Linked DNA regions of Canis lupus: region 1 is linked to region 2. The links are chromatin contacts, called in public Hi-C maps. All regions are on one chromosome and are shown on one strand. The core of a region is the stretch at or near the end of the contact, and the rest is flanking DNA. Distances in the headings are between cores, read along the strand shown. Region 1 overlaps STIM1 (stromal interaction molecule 1). Region 2 holds the start of STIM1 (stromal interaction molecule 1).

Region 1 (3,578 bases), core at 522-3,021, 42 kb after region 2:
GAATATTCGTCCTAGTTCTGTGAAAAATGCTGTTGGTATTCTGATAGGGGTTGCGTTGAATCTGTAGATTGCTTTGGATAGTGTGGACATTTTAACAATATTTATTCTTACAATCCATGAGTATTGTATGTCTTTCCATTTATTTGTGTCTTTAGTTTCTTTCATCAGTGTCTTACAGTTTTCCATTTCTTTTATCAGTATCATACAGTTTTAATTTCTTTCATCAGTGTCTTATAGTACAGATCTTTTACTTCCTTGTTAAATTTATATATAAATTATTCCTAGGGAAAAATTATTCCTAAATATTTTATCTTTTGATGCAGCTGTAAATAGGATTGTTTTCTTAATTTTTTTCCTGATAGTTCATTATTAGTGCATAGAAATGCAGCAGATTTCTATATATTAATTTTATATCCTACAACTTACTGAATTTATTTATTAGTTCTAATAGCTTTCTGGTAGAGTCTTTAGGATTTTCTATCTATAGTATTATGTCATCTGCAAATAGTGACAGTTTTACTTATTTTCCAATGTGGATGTCTTTTTTTTCTGGTTGATCTAAATCTTGAGTTTCCAGGCACGTGGGTGGCTCAGTGGTTGAGTATCTGCCTTTGGCTCAGGTCATGATCCCAGGGACCCTGGATCCCAGGGTCCCACATCAGGCTACCCGCTGGGAGCCTGCTTCTCCCTCTGCCTATGTCTCTGTATCTCTCATGAATAAATAACTAGAATCTTTAAAAAAATAAATCTTGAGTTTCTTTTGACTCATAGCTTTCCCTCCTCTCTTTTTTCTTTTCTTTGCAATTCTGTATTGAAGAAACTGGGTCATTTGTCTAGAAGCTTCCTAGTTTCTGGATTTTGCTGCGTATCTCTCTATGGTGGCGTTTAACATGTTCCTATACTCTCTGTATGGTACTATAAATTGGTAGTTGGATCTTGATGCTTGATCAGGTTCAGGTTTAATGTTTGTTTTTTTTTTTTTTTTTTTTTTTCAGGTTTTGAAAGAGAGAGAGAGTGAGCAAGCGAGAGAAGTCACAAGCAGGGTGTAGGGACAGAGGGAAAAGCAGACTCCTGGCTGAGCAGGAAGGATGCTGGGCTCCATCCCAAGACCCTGAGATCATGATCTGAGTGGAAGGCTAATGCTTAACTGACTGAGTCACTCAATCACTCTGCTTTTCTTTCTTTTTGTTTTTTTCTTCCTTTCTTTTTGAAAAGGTGACCAACTGTATCTGGTTTCCTCTCTTTTTGTTATGTTTAGACTGAAGAGTGGGTTCAGATATTGTCATTTGATCTATTCGTTAAAATATTTCCCTTCAGTTTTTTGCCTGATGATTTTATTTATTTATTTATTTTTTAAAAAAGATTTTATTTATTTATTCATGACAGAGAGAGAGAGAGAGAGAGTCAGAGACACAGGCAGAGGGAGAAGCAGCCTCCGTGCAGGGAGCCCGATGTGGGACTCGATCCTGGGTCCCCAGGATCACACCCGGCTAAAGGTGGCGCTAAACTGCTGGGCCACCGGGGCTGCCCCTTGCCTGATGATTTTAGGAGTCATTAATGTTTACTACCTAGATCCATTATTTCATTAAAGATCTAATTAGATATTAAGACTCCTAATTAGATATAATTTGAACTGCATTTGAAAGAGAGAGTTACACTGTTCAGAAATAAAGTTTGGAAACTATTGGATTGTAGCTGTTCTCTTAGAGCACCCATGATGAAAGGAACCAGGAACTCTAAGTGGGGACGGTGACCATAACTAACTTGTAGTACTTCTTAAGCCTTCTTTACTTCCTCATATGTGCTGTTTTTGGCCTACATTCTTTCTCAACATGACAGTTAAACCCTTCCAACAAAAAGGGGTCATATGTCTTAATCTTAAAGAGCAAAATGGATAGACTGTCTTACTCTTGAGCCAGGCTTGGGGGATGGAGCCCTAGGGGTGGGATGAGTTCTGCTTTAATGAACAAAGTGAGTAAGTCCCTGGGACCTATGCAGCTTGAAGAAGAGCCTGGAAAGTGATCTTGACAGCATCTAAGACTAGATACTTCCAGCTAAGAATGGGAGGACCTGTCCCTTATTCCACAGCACAAGGGGACTTTCCAGTCTGTCCAAAGGGCCTGCCTGCTTAGGCATCAGGTCTGTCCCATCTGACATGTTCCAGGGAAGAGTCTTGGTAGCTCTGTTTAAGGTGGACTCTTAGGAATCCTAAACTGATAACCTCAGGACAGCCTGAGGCCTCCTTGTTTTGGGCCCTGTTCTAAGGAAGGCCAAGGGCAGGAACCTCTTAGCAGTAGCTTTCGCTGATCCTTGGCCGGAAATACCTTATGCCGCTGTGGCCAAGAGAAGAGCTGCTGGGAGCACTTGGTGTTCTCTAGCCTTTGCAGAGGTCACAGACAGACAGGCAGGGGAGCAAGGCCTTAATTAGTTAGGGACTGCTGGAGTCAAGCCATTTGGCAGTGTCTTACCTCAGCTCTTCAGTGGGACTGGCTCCTTCTCCTAGTGACAGTGCAAATACTCCCTCCTTTTATAGCTTTTAGGTCTCTGAAAGATCGGTCTTTGTGAGCTTCAAGACACTTCTATGTAGTGCAGTTCAAGGCTGATTTTAATTTAATTTTATTCTTTTTAATGTATTTTATTTATTCATGAAAGAAACAGAAAGAGAGAGGCAGAGACACAGGCAGAGGGAGAAGTAGGCTCCCCACAAGGAGCTTGATGTGGGACTCGATCTCAAATCCTGGGATCACACCCTGAGCAGAAAACAACCGCTGAGCCACCCAGGCGTCCCTAAGGCTGATTTTAAAAGCTGGTTTGGTGGAATGACAAAAATTCCTTCCATCTGCGCGGTGCTTTTTAACCACTCAAGCACGTTTTATTTCATTTGTTCTGAACCAATAGTCCGTGAGTTGTAGATGAGGAAATTAAGCCCAGAAAGGAGAAGTACTTAATTAAGATTATAGCTAATTATACTCTGGATCCTGAGACCAGAGGTCTTTTTACCAATATGTGAAAGACAAAGCGAAAGGAGGAGGATGGTAAATAAAATTGGGTAACTTTTATGTGCCAGGCACTGTGTAAGGTGCTTAGCTTAGTTTTCTTACAATGTTATATGACAAGACATTTTACCACTCTGAACCCCAGAGTGGTTAAGTAACTTAGCCAAGATTATAGCTAAGAAGTGGCAGTGCCTAGATTCAGATCAAAGCCTATTTGACTTTAGAACCTGTGTCTTTCTATCATTATACTATATTCCTTGACAGTTGTTTATTCTAAAAAAAAAAAAAAACAAAAACTTATTGAGCTGCAGATGCAATACTAGGTAGAAGAGTTACGAGTTTAAGATTCAGTAATCTCCGCCCTCAGGGAACTCATCATTTTGGTGATGGCTCACTGCTACATTAGAGGGAATGGGGACAAGAAGTTGATAGAAGGATAGGAGGCAGTAGGAGCTCAGGGGCCCTTAATCTTTCATGGTAGAGGATTTGTCAGAGGAGGCTTCCCAGAGAAGTAGGTAGTCAGCTAGTCTATGATGAAGAACATAGGCCCTGGGATCAGTCTGTGTAGGTTCCATCACTTAC
Region 2 (3,459 bases), core at 396-2,895:
AGCCTAGCCCTTAAGCCAGGCAGCTGTTGGGCAAATCCCTGTTGCTGGTCTTCAGAGGGCTCTCTCAGAACAGGTAGCTAGCTAGCTTAGCACTGTCAGCCAGAGGAGAGACTGGGCCTAATTCCTTCCCCTACCTCCCATGCCAAGGACAGGGTAGGGCACAGAGCAGGTTTTAGTAAAGATCTGCTGACAGCATACTCGAGAGAGAACAGGAAATGCAGGCTCTGTTGAAGGAGGCCTAGGCGCGGCTCTCTCTTCATTGGGGCACTCATTCTAAGTCGCTAACACCTCCTCCAAGCGACAGTGAGAGCTGGGAGAGAGGCCGAGAGGAACCAGCCAAGGCCCTACCCACAAAAACCTCAAAGGGGAGGGGATTTGAGGGGCAGGTAGGAAAATGAGCTGTGACAGTTAAAGGGAGGGCATCCGACTTCCCTTGAATGAGGCGGAGGGGGCGGTCAGGAAGGCAGATGGAGTCCTTTAGCCGACTTCAGTGGTGTGTGGGGCAATTTTAACTATAGTGTTTTGGACGTTTCATTTTGTTTTCTGGCATCATTTCCTCCCTAAACACTTGCAGTCCCTAAAGGGTTGCCTCGGGGCGGATCCTAGCTTCACTCCCCAACCCCTCTGCAAAGGGGCAGGGCCTCCCAGGAGCGCGAGTCCCGCCTGCAGCACCCAGATTTGCCCGCCAGGGGCCGCTGCGCACGGGTGCCTAAGCGCGCAGGTTCCGAAACTGCAGCGAGGAGGAAGCTGATTGGCTGCGCGGCGCGGCGGGAGGGCGGAGCCTGAGAGCCGGCCGGGAGTGGGGGGCTGGGAGCGCGCCCCCGGCCCAGCCCGGCCCAGCCCGGCCCAGCCCGGCCCAGCCCGGCCCAGCCCGGCCCAGCCCGGCCCAGCCCGGCCCAGCCCGGCCCAGCCCGGCCCGGCGGCGGTGGCTTCCCGCAGCCCGGGGCTGCGGTCGTTGTGCCGGGGGCCTGTGCCCAAGCCGGCCCTAGAGCTGAGGCGAGTGGAGCCGCGCCGAGGCCCGGAGGTCCGGGCGGGGCAGTTCCTGCCGCCGTCGCCGCAGGCCTGGGTTACCTGAGCAACTGCGTGTCCGGGGCCCGCCCACCGGCGGGCGGGGAGAGCGGGAGAGGCTCCCGTGGGCGGAGGGGCGGCCGAGCCCCGACCCTTGGCGCGGAGCGGGGTCCTGTCGGAGACCCGTGCGGGCCAGGGCCGGGGGCGTGCGGCGGCCGCCTCCAACAGGTTATTCCGGGAGGAGCCGGGCGCTGGGGCTGGCCGGGCTTCGCCGGGGGCCGGGCGGCGCGGGGCGGGCCTGCAGGAGAGCACGCCCCCGCCCGCCCCGGGCCCGCCCCGCGCCGCCCCGCGCCGCCCCCCGCCCCCCGCCGCCCGCCTGCCGCGGAGCCGCTGTCCCGGGCCTGGCCAGTGCGCGTCCGCCTGCTGAACCTGGGCACCGCCGAGCGCCTGGGCACGGGGCCGGGCGGGGGCGCTGACCTCGGCCTAGGAGGCCTGGGATCCCGGAGCCGCCCGCGCCCGCGCCCGCGGGGACCTGCGAGTCGCACGCGCTCCCCGAGCCTGTGCTGCCGGCGGCTCCTCGGCGGGGCGAGGCCAGGTGCCCCCCTCTTCCCCTCTCTGCCCTCCCTCCCCCGCCCCGGTACCCGGGAGATCCCGCCCGCCCGCTCCTCCCGCAGAGGTGTAGCCCGCTGCGGAGCTGACAGCGGCCCGCGGCCGCCGTGTCCAAACTCTCCGGAAGCGGCTGGAGCAGACTCGGCGCTCAGGCCGCCGCAGCTCCCGCGGACCCGCTGTTGGACCCGAGGCTCCCGCCCTCCTCCCGCGCCCAAACTTGGAGCGCTTGACCTTTGGCTGTCGGAGGAGGCAGGCCGGCGGGTGGCTGGACAGCTGCGGCGCCTCGAGGGCATCTTGCCTGGGGTTCCAGGACTGTCGGCTACACTTCTGGGCTCCCGGGTTTGCCCTGGGATCCCGAGGTGTCCACATCAGGCGCATGTTGACTGAGACCTGGAGTCATGGATGTGTGCGCCCGTGTTGCCCTGTGGCTCCTCTGGGGGCTCCTCCTGCATCACGGCCAGAGCTTCAGCCATAGCCACAGCGAGAAGGCGACAGGAGCTGGCTCAGGGGCTACTTCTGAGGAGTCCACTGCAGCGGGTAAGGCCTTGCCACGGGCTGGGCTGGGCTGGGCTGGGCTGGGCTGGGAGAGTTGACCTCGGAACCTAGGTGCCTGGGTGGGCACTACGTGTGCGGTCGATGGAGGACCCGCACATGGCGCTGCCTGCCCTCCGGAGTCCAAGGAGTTCTTTCTGTTCAGGAGTCATGGCTGATGTCTCTGGCCCTCTCCAACAACTTTCCTCCTCTCTCCCCAGGATGTCTTTTGCTAGCAGTGAGAAGGGGTTGGCTTTTGGGGGCACCTTGGCCTTTCAGATCAGCGAGTGGGGACCCCTTCTCAGGACTACCTGTCTGGAAGAATGGCCTAGGCAGATGATAAGTCTATTGCTCTTTGGCGGGTTTCAGCACTTGGCGGCACAGGGGAGGTTGAGGCCACTTGGGTTGGGCAGGGAAAGTCAGGGCTGGGCCAACTCTTGTCCTATGGCTTGGTGTTGAGGTGTGCCTTTCTGTTCCAACAGGCGTGGGAAACTTAGTCCGTCCCTTCCCTTAGGTAATCTGCTGTCTTTTAGCTATCCCCTTTGAAATATCGAGGCAGTTCTTTAGATCGAATACTATCTATCACCAGGGAGTTAAATGGCTTTTTTCGAATCATGGGGATGGTGTAATTTCTGGGACCACTTGTTGATTTATTCCATTTCTTCTGACTGATGAGGGTAGGAATTCTATGATATTTTTTGATCTGTCCTGTTTTTCCTTATGCACTCCTGGAGCCTTGTGAGATATCAGGAGCTCTGGAGTTCTGTTGCAGAATGCAAAAGAAAAAAGTACTTTTAAAGTTCAGTTGTTTTACAGAAGGCTTAGAAGGAATTCAGTTTTCTTTCCCCATTTCTACCACCCTGTCACTGTGATCTATTCAAAGCATTGGGCTGTAGGTTAGGGAGAGTTTATAGCTGAGTTCTTTCTGAGGGGACTGCTCAGTGGATACCCATTGATACAAGGAGGAAAAGGGAACTTATATTCCCCTATATTATAAGTTAAAATATAACTTCCCAAGGCTGGGAAGTTTCATGGATGGATCCAGATGCTGGCTTTGATGGTTGACTGTTCTCGGAAAACCCCCCTCTTTTAACTTGATTGGCCCAGGTGTGATTCCAGGTACCCGAGGGCTGAGTTCTAAGTAGGGCTGCCCTTTGTACAAGTGTAGTACCTAGGCTGTTATTTTGAAGATAGGTTCTTCTTGGATAGTAATCTTGTTTCTCCATATGATATTTCCTTGGCCCTTGAAATGTAGCTCAAAGCTTGGGTTTCATTGGGCTGTGAAGGGAAAGACTAGTAGGCAGATGCAGA

The links. Hi-C and Micro-C count contacts between places; a contact is called where the count stands out from the background.
Region 1: a Hi-C map of blood shows a contact between it and region 2, with 2.1 times the contacts expected there. The contact joins the enhancer-like site here to the promoter of STIM1 in region 2. A contact is called at or near these places in 3 of 9 Hi-C or Micro-C datasets (all in blood).

What each region holds. Positions count from the first base shown.
Region 1 is chr21:26,554,965-26,558,542 of UU_Cfam_GSD_1.0, forward strand. All of the region lies in intron 1 of STIM1 (stromal interaction molecule 1), which reads left to right. Among named protein-coding and RNA genes, the nearest start is that of STIM1, 42 kb to the left of the region's middle. Within about 2 kb of position 1,772, at least 6 of the 20 cell types and tissues checked have an H3K27ac peak or open chromatin away from gene starts, as enhancers often do. A contact at or near this core is called in blood, where this site is marked.
Region 2 is chr21:26,513,025-26,516,483 of UU_Cfam_GSD_1.0, forward strand. STIM1 (stromal interaction molecule 1) reads left to right here and starts at 1,646. Exons shown (of 13, transcript XM_038568828.1): 1 at 1,646-2,154. The coding sequence starts at 2,016.